2 separate regions of the Mus musculus genome follow, and region 1 is linked to region 2. The links are chromatin contacts, called in public promoter capture Hi-C maps. All regions are on one chromosome and are shown on one strand. The core of a region is the stretch at or near the end of the contact, and the rest is flanking DNA. Distances in the headings are between cores, read along the strand shown. Region 1 overlaps Adamts2 (a disintegrin-like and metallopeptidase (reprolysin type) with thrombospondin type 1 motif, 2). Region 2 has its middle 23 kb from the start of Gm46259.

Region 1 (4,226 bases), core at 1,352-3,851, 150 kb before region 2:
GAACTTTCAGCTCCTCTAGCACCATGTCTGACTGGACACTGCCGTGCTTCTTGCCATGATGATAATAAACTAAACCTCTGAAACTGTAAGCCAGCCTCAGTTAAATGCTGTGGTCTTGGTGTTTTTTCATATCAATGAAACCCTAACTAAGACATACTGGGAAATCCCAAAGGTCTCGCACTAGGCAAGCCTGAGGCATGTTAGGATTTCTGGAGGGGGAGAGCGATCAGCTATTCACTATTCCTCATGTCCCTCTCCGTCCCTGACCTGCCCATGGAAGGATTAGGTAGCATCCTTTCTCCTCTCCCCCAAGCTGAGGACAAGAACAGAGCATCCCTGCCAGATGGATATACCCTCTTGATTGACAGTCTAGGAGACACATAGACCCCTCCCTGGCCCCAGTGCCTTCCGGGTTGATGGGGGATGGGTGGCAGTGTGGGCAGCAGTCAGGTTCCTTGGGTCTGTCCTGAGGAGCCCCACATAGAGACCACGGGCAGCTTGCCATTCTCCTGGCCCCTTCCTACATCCTGCTCAGCCAAGACACTAAGACTGTAAGCCGGTAGCATCCCACCCTCTCTCCCAGAAAGTGCCAGGCACTGACAGTCTCTTTCCAAACTATGTCTTGGTGCAAGCTCCATGTGGGACCAAGCAAGGTCCTTCTTTCTGTCTGTTTGGCCTCTCCCCTATCTTCCAGAGGCAGCAGACATTTGAGCCTGGCTTTGTGCATCCTCCCCAGGGCCTGCCTCCTCCCACAGGTGAGTTTCAAGTGCAGACAGGCTGCTAGCTCTTGAGGCCCCTGAGGTACATCTCAAGACCTTCCCCAGAGTCATTCAGTCCCCTAGGTTCTGAATCCACCCCATTTGTCTTCCTGTGCATATTTGGTACCTAGGCCCCCAAGGGTGGTGGCTTTTCCACACCATTGTGGGTCCCACCAGCCCTTCTTTAATGCTGCCTCCTACCTGAGAAAGACCAGGGCAGTGGTGGAGGAGGTGAATAGGGGCTCTACTACTCCCGCAGACCCTGGAGGCGCAGCTGTGATGCTGGCGGCACTGAGCCTGCTGTCAGCTCACAGTCTTGACCAAGCTTAATTTGATACTCCTGTTTAGAGAGGGAAGGAAATCAGAAATTGGAGCCAGAGCTGAGTCCAGCGAATCTGATCAGTCCGGCAGCCTGGGAGGGCTTTTCCTAACAAACAGGGAGGGAGTGGGAGGTCCAGGGGGGCATTCGTGCTGCAAATTCAGATCCTAGCCCTGCCCTGAGAGTCAGGGGCAAGGGGTGGAGAGAGCAGTCACCTCTCTAGCTGAAGATTACCAAGCCCACTTCTCCAGCCCAAGGCTGCAGAGGACAGGCGCAGTTAGGCAAGGTCTCCCCAAATCACGATCATTCATTTCCTTTTTCTGCTTAAAAGCAGATGTGGCCGTGCCAGGGAGCAGCAGGCCAGGTCAGTGGGAGATGATGCCGGTGAGTAAAGAGGTCTGGGCATGGGATGGGAGTGGGGGAGGGGGCACAAGGCAGGGTGCCTGCTCTGACCTTCACTAAAACACAAGAGACCTTACAGGACTCAGCAGCAGTCCCTGTCCTCCACACATGCTGTCCCCTAAATCCACCCTGGAGCAGGGAGCATCCACCCCAGAGCCCAAGACTTAGCCGCCACTTGCTGTGCAGGAACCCTGTTCCTTCCAGGATGGACCTTATGTTTAGGGCAGTTCCTATCTACCTGCTTCTGGTTCTAAGACAAGCCACCATAGCATCCCCAAACCTCCACTTCTGTCTTATCTCTCTTTGCTCACTTTCCACGTATTGCTGTGACTTCTGCTACAGACCCTGTGCAGTATCACAGTCTTCCGGTCACAGTCATGTGACCACTACACATCACCCCACACTCACGCCCACATGCAATTGCTACGCTGATTGCAGTTTCATACACCCACTCACAGAGAATCAGCCATACCTCCACAGCCACAAACATGACACGGCCGTCCTCACACATATACACATCCAAACATTCATTGACTATACATACTATCACACATGGACATACACAATAACACACTCATTCTAGCCCACACATGTACATACACACTTGCGCGTGCATACACACACACACACACATGTGCGCGCGCACGCTCCCACTCATGCTCCCTAAGGTGAGTTCCTGGAGAACTTAAGCAACCTCTGACCCTTCTCCAGGTTTCCAGGCAACTACATGGAATTTGGTGAGAAATGAAGAAACTGAGCCGCCAAGATCTGTTGGTTCGATGGAAAACTACGGTTATCCAAACGCTGCGCCTGAGCAGAGGCTGGAGAGGGCGGAACGAGGCTGTGGGAATGGAAGCATCTGTGGGCGTTCCTCTCTCTTGAAAGAGCAGCCAGTTGCGCACATCGGAAAGAAATGTGTGTCTCTTCCCTGATCAGCCTTTGCAGAAGAGGTGGCCATGAGGCTTAGCAAGATAGGGTGGGCTCTGTGGCTCACTGTGGCCGTACAGTGGGTGTCTGTTGTCACTGAGAGTGGTTGCCATGGCTCCTGACACACTGATAGTCACACAGGGGCCACCCGTCTTTGGCTCCAGGCCCCAAGTCAAATGCAGCTCTCACTCAGGCCTCCCAGACCACTGGAGTCCCTGCGGAGCCAGCTGCTGGGACTCTGTCTGCAGAAGCAAGAGAGTGAGTATACTTCTAAAAGTCTCTCACTGAGCCAGACGCACTGTTTACATCCTAAGCCTACCCTCTGCATTTCCAGGAAGAAATACACTCTCTTCTCTGCCTTAAGACAGGCACTCCTCTTGGCTTATCTTTTGTTTTTTTGTTCCTGGAAAATATTTTGCTCCCATAGGAAAAGCCAAGTGGGAGCGTGGCCTCTGGGCAAGGGGATATGAGTGTGTATGTGCTCTGGGGCAGGCTGCCTCCAGCCAACCGGGATAGCAGTGACTGACAGGAAGCCATCCCTGATGCTGGGCCTTCTTAATGTGCAAGGAGGTTGAGAGCCTGGTTTTGTGCTAGTCTCTCTCTCTCTCTCTCTCTCTTTCTCTCCCTCCTCCCCCCTCCCGGTCCAAGTTTCATGTAGTGCTGGCTGGCCTTGAATTCCTGTGTAATCAAAATTGGAACTTGTCTCTAGCTCTCAACTGGGATTACAGGTTTGAGTCACCATACCCACCAAATACCTATGAATTTTTAAAAATGTATTTTGCCGAGGTGTGTGCACCTGCATGCTTGCACATGTGTTTCTGTATGTTTATGTATGCCCCTGTGTGTATACAGGTGTGCTTGCCCATGGCAGGTGTCTTCCTTTATTGCTCCTCCTCACCCTAGTTTCTGAGGCAGGGTCTCTCACTGAACACAGAGCTCCCTATTTAGCCAGGTTGGTTTCCAAGAAGCCCCCAGGATTCTCCTGTCTCAGTCACTCACCCCCAATCCCAGGATGGGGTTACAGGCAGGAGTCACTGCACCTAGACTTTATGCGGATCTAGAGATATGAACTCATATCCTCAGAGGCAGACACCTTACCCACCAAGCCAGCGCCCTGGCCCTCTGTCTCTAATTTTAAACACTGGCCTGAAATTTAAATGGGACAGGGACACCAGTAGGCCAGTGTGGATCAGACCGTATTCTCTCAGATATTGTAGGACCGCAGAGTGAGTCAGCCACAAAATTAAGAATCCCTGAAAGGAAGCTGTCTTCATACATTGACTAATAAAATGCCAATGTCTGTGAAGAGTTTGGACCATTGCTGATCTGGTAGTGCAGTTGTAATTTCTCGCTGGCTATCTTTAGCCCTTTAAAAAGACATTCCTTGCCCACCTTTGTGTCAAACCTAACATCCTGATAGACAGATAAAAACCCTTGGAACACATTAACTTCACAAAACACCATTTGCTAACAGAAGCGCTAAAGATGCTATAGTAGAGATTCCTCACCCCCCCCCAGTACTGTCCACCACCAGTGTATTTTAAAATGCCTTGATTTATAACTTTTATTGTTCTGTTGCTACAAAAACTGCTCCCATGTTGGACCATGGAAAGTGGGGTGACCTAGCTCCATGTTCCTGGGCCATGATGACTCGAATTTGTCTCAAGAATGTTTTATCAGACCCCAGGATAGAGACTGGTACCCTATTGGGGAGTGGCTCAGATAGAGGCAAGATGAGGGCTAAGGTGCTCTCTTTCTAACCTTCCCCAGGTCAGCCTGGCTGAGGAAAAAGGAATCTGTAATGTAGGCCCCAAAAGAAT
Region 2 (4,252 bases), core at 448-2,947:
TCTTTCCCCCCCGCCCCCTAGGGTTTCTCTTTGTAACCCTGGCTGTCCTAGAACTCACTCTGTAGACCAGGCTGGCCTTGAACTCAGAAATTTGTCTGCTTGTGTCTTAATCTTGTCTCAAAAAGGAATGTAAGAGCCCACCTGTAGGGATAATCTCTTGTGCTCTGTGTAAAAGCATCATCTGTCAATAAAAATCTGATGGCCAATAAGCTGAGGTGGGATTTAGAAGGTGGGACATCCGGCAGAGAGAGAGGAACTCTGGGAAATGGTCAAGCAGGAGGATTTGCCACATACAATGTAGAAGAGGTCAAATATATGAAACTGAGGAGAGGTAACCAGCCATGTAGAAGACATAGAATAATAGAAATGGGTTAATTGAGTTATGAGCTAGTTGGAAACCAAGCCAATGTGTAAGGCCTAGGAATTAATTTATAAATAAATAAGCCTCCATGTGATTATTCAGGAACCTGGGGACATAGAAAAGCCCAGGACACCCACCCACCCACATGACAACATGACACCACTGTATCTTAATCACCTCTTGATGAGCTCAGCCCATGCCTTTCACGGAAAGAGTTCCTAGCACTTCTCATGCGCTTACTATGGATGGAGTGCTATCTCAAACGACCCATCCTTGCTTCCATTTCCTTCTTTCAACAGTCCTCTGAATAATTTTCATCACCCTCATATTACAGAGGAGAAAAGACTGGGAGAGGTGAAGGCCATTGGGTGAGGTCACCCAATCTAATCATCAGCTGACCTTCTGACCTTCCTATCCCCTGCTTCATTCCGGTTTGTTCTGAGATTGGGTCTCGTGTAGCCCCAGCCAAGGCTGACCTTAAACTCAGTGTCCATCCTCCCCGAGTGCTGGAATTAAAGTCATGCCCCACCGTGCCCTGCTTTCTGTCTTCTTCTAATGGACATGTGGTAATTGTACACAGTTCTGGGTTGCAGCGGGATGGGGTGCAGCAGGATGGGGTGCAGCGGGATGGGGTGCAGTAGGATGAGGTGCAGCAGGATAGTTCCTGTGATGTGTAATGAACGTTTGTAATTAACCTCTCTGCCTTCTGAAGCACCTATCATTCCTTTCTTGGAACCTTCAAACTCCTAACTTCAAAATCGTTCTAAAATAGATAATCGGTTGTTTCCACTCAAGGCAATGTTTCTCAACCTGTGAGTCGTGACCTCTTTGGGAATTAAATGACCCTTCCACGGGGGTCACATATCAGATATCCTGCATATCGGATATTTATATTACAATTAATAACAGTAGCAAGATTACAGTTATGAAATAGCAATGAAAATGATTTTATGGTCGGGGGTCACCACAACATGAGGAACTGTATTAAAGGGTCTCAGCATTAGGAAGGTTGAACCATTGCTGTAAAGTACAGAGCCTCAGCTTCCTCGGCCTCTTCCCTGGAAGGTGGGCTTTGGAGGGTGGGGATTGATCATGCCACAGTGATGCCTGGCACAGAGAAAACAATGCACAAGAGACTCATGGCCAGAGAGGGGTTCTCCTTCAAAGACTGCAATCCCCAAAAGGCTTCCCCGACCTCCTTCAATGCTCAGCTCCCTGCTGGGGTCTCAGGACTCCTAGTAGCCAGCCCTAGCTTGCAGGCCCAAGGCCTGCCAAGCACAGGCACCTCAAAGCCACTGAGACAGCACAACCCTTTGGTAAAAATCAATGCCATTGCCAGTGAGCAGCTGGGCCGAGCTTCCCTGGGCTCGACCGTATCCCAGCAACAACACGCACATCCCCTTGTCTGCAAGCTCCTGAGAAGATCCTGCTCCCAGACACCAGGGCCCAGCTCGGCCCAGCTCAGAAACCACTGAGCCTGCAGCCTCTGCTCAGGCTGGAATAGGCTGGGTAGATTTCAAACTCCTGCAGACTCACCTCTGGGCCAGAAATAGACCCCTGCTAGAGGAATCTAAGAAAGATGTCCTGGTCAGAGTTGTCAAAGAACCATCATGAATTCCTTATCCTCTTAGCCTCTGTCACTCACTCCCACCCGTCATAGTGCTGGTGCTCTTCTGGGGCAGTGTGTGTGTGTGTGTGTGTGGGGGGGGGGGGGAAACAGTTATCCTCTGGCCAGAACAGGCTGCAAGGGAGACACCCCCTACCAGGACAGTGAGAACAGTTGGAATTTGACAAAGCTCTGGAAACAGGTGCACATGCTGGATGCTTTACAGAGAAGCTTCCAGAAAGCACCATCCTCCCTAACCCACAGACTCTTCCAAAGAGGAGACTAAGGCCCCTTGCTGCTGAGGGAACACAGCCTCTCCATGTCTAGTCTGTCTCAGCTGCCCCAGGACATCAGTCCATGTGTTTGCATGCCCAATTCCAATGCCACAGAGCCTGACTGGCCTTGAATCTTCCACTTGAGCTTGGCTGAGGTAGGACTACCAGCCAGAGCCCCTGGGGTAGAGGAGACAAGAAGATAGAAACTGCAGGCTGGGTGCCAGCCCCAGGCTCGCCAGCCTGCTCATCTGTATGTCTGTGTTCCTAGTTACCACCGTTGATGGGTCTGTCTGTTGAGGCTTATGCTATCTCCTTCTCTACTGTTAACTTACTGAAAGTTCCTGTGGTTCCTTCCCTGTTTTCTCTCAGCTTTCCTTGTAGAACCTACCAGCCCATTTCATCTGCCTTATGTATTTTCCATTTTCTTGTGTGCACCACTGTTTCCTTTCTAAGAGCCTCTTTTCCTGGTTGGCCTTGTCTCTAGTCAGCAATGTTGTGAAGGCAAGAGACCACCAGGTCTTGGATTTGGGCAGACTTCCCATGCTGATAACTTGTCAGTCTTTTAAAATGTTGGATCCTTAGTTTCTCTATATAGATACTTGGGACAGACATATGTACCTGTGGGAATGACCCATGTCATATCGTATCTTCTCAGGGTTATCATTTTAAATGTCCTCTGACCCAGGACATGGTCTACCGCAGGTGCATGGGCCATTGGTACCAAATGTTAGCATTGGTATCAAGAGTCTGGGATGCTCGTGTGTCTGCACTTATGAGATCAGTAGCTTTCTTCCCCATAAGAAGGGGAGCCAGTACCCAGGGGTAGAGTGGGTGAGCTCACTTGCAATCCTGGATCTGTCTGTCTCTCTGCCCCTTCTCCTTCTTGCCCATCTAACCTTGGAAGAAGTGAACATACACATCAGCCCATCACCACCACCACCACCACTGCTGTAGGGCTAGGTGTGTGGCTTACAGGAGACTAATCAAGATTTTTAGCGTTCTTCCCCAGTGCTTTTTTGAAGGCTTAGATGGCACCTCTTCCTGAAGAAGACGCTGCGAAACATCCTCTGGCCTGGGATAGGTCTCAAGGGCTGATTGAGGAGAGACTTCACAAACTGATCCAGGGTACAGCTACAGCTCAGTTCCCAACAGGCTAACAGCTGAAAGGAATTCCTCTCCATAGGGGGCTCCCAGCATCTCTCACCCAACTATTTAGGTAAGACTGAAGTTTGGACCTTTGAATTGTTGTTGGATTGAGTTTCAGGGAACTTTAAGATGGAATGAACATTGTTTGCATTAAAGAGAGATGTGAATCATGGGTCTTGAAGGGTTTTTTCCCCAAGTGTTGACTGAATGTCCAATGTGACTAAAGGGTAGGGTCTTTAAGAAGCAGATAAGCCATAGAGTTCCTTCCTTATGAGCAAAAGCTCAAGAAATCAGAGATGTTGAAAATACCATTTGCAATATTTTTTAAAACAAAAACATTGGAATATCTCTAGTCAAGGAAGGAAAAAAAAAACTTTCAGTGAACATTTCAAAACACCACAGAAAGAAATCGAAGAAGATGGGAGAAGAAGGACAGGTGCAGACTAGACAGAATCAATATTGTAAAACTGGTTGCCTTACTAAACACGCTCTGCAGATCCAGTGCAGCCCCCACCACAACCCCAATGATAGTCTTCACAGGAATATAAACACTAATCCTAAAATTCCTATAAAAGCACAAAAGACCCCCAGTGGACAAAGCAACACTGAGCAAAAGGAGCAGTGCTGAGGTTAGCAGCGCACCGGAATTCAGGTTATACTGCAGAGCCATAATAACAAAACCAGCATGGTTCTGGCTCCAACGTGGATGCACAGATCAACGGATAGAATAAAAGACCCCCATGTAAGCCCACACATCTGAAGCTATGTGATTCCTAACAAAGATGCCAAAAATATACACTGGAGAAAAGACACTATTTGATGCAGGGGACACTGGATATCCGCTATAGAAGAACGCTATAAACT

The links. Promoter capture Hi-C pulls out the DNA fragments that hold promoters and counts their contacts.
Region 1: a promoter capture Hi-C map of hippocampal neurons shows a contact between it and region 2, with 2.5 times the contacts expected there. The contact joins two enhancer-like sites. A contact is called at or near these places in 11 of 39 promoter capture datasets (the 3T3-L1 cell line, 3T3-L1-derived adipocytes, cranial neural crest and 7 more) and 1 of 115 datasets of contacts at active chromatin or transcription factors (fibro-adipogenic progenitors).

What each region holds. Positions count from the first base shown.
Region 1 is chr11:50,715,941-50,720,166 of GRCm38.p6, reverse strand. The region is part of intron 3 of Adamts2 (a disintegrin-like and metallopeptidase (reprolysin type) with thrombospondin type 1 motif, 2); the gene reads right to left. Among named protein-coding and RNA genes, the nearest start is that of Gm39819, 20 kb to the right of the region's middle. Within about 2 kb of position 2,601, at least 30 of the 459 cell types and tissues checked have an H3K27ac peak or open chromatin away from gene starts, as enhancers often do. A contact at or near this core is called in hippocampal neurons, where this site is marked.
Region 2 is chr11:50,569,101-50,573,352 of GRCm38.p6, reverse strand. No RefSeq gene overlaps it. Among named protein-coding and RNA genes, the nearest start is that of Gm46259, 23 kb to the right of the region's middle. Within about 2 kb of position 1,697, at least 20 of the 459 cell types and tissues checked have an H3K27ac peak or open chromatin away from gene starts, as enhancers often do. A contact at or near this core is called in hippocampal neurons, where this site is marked.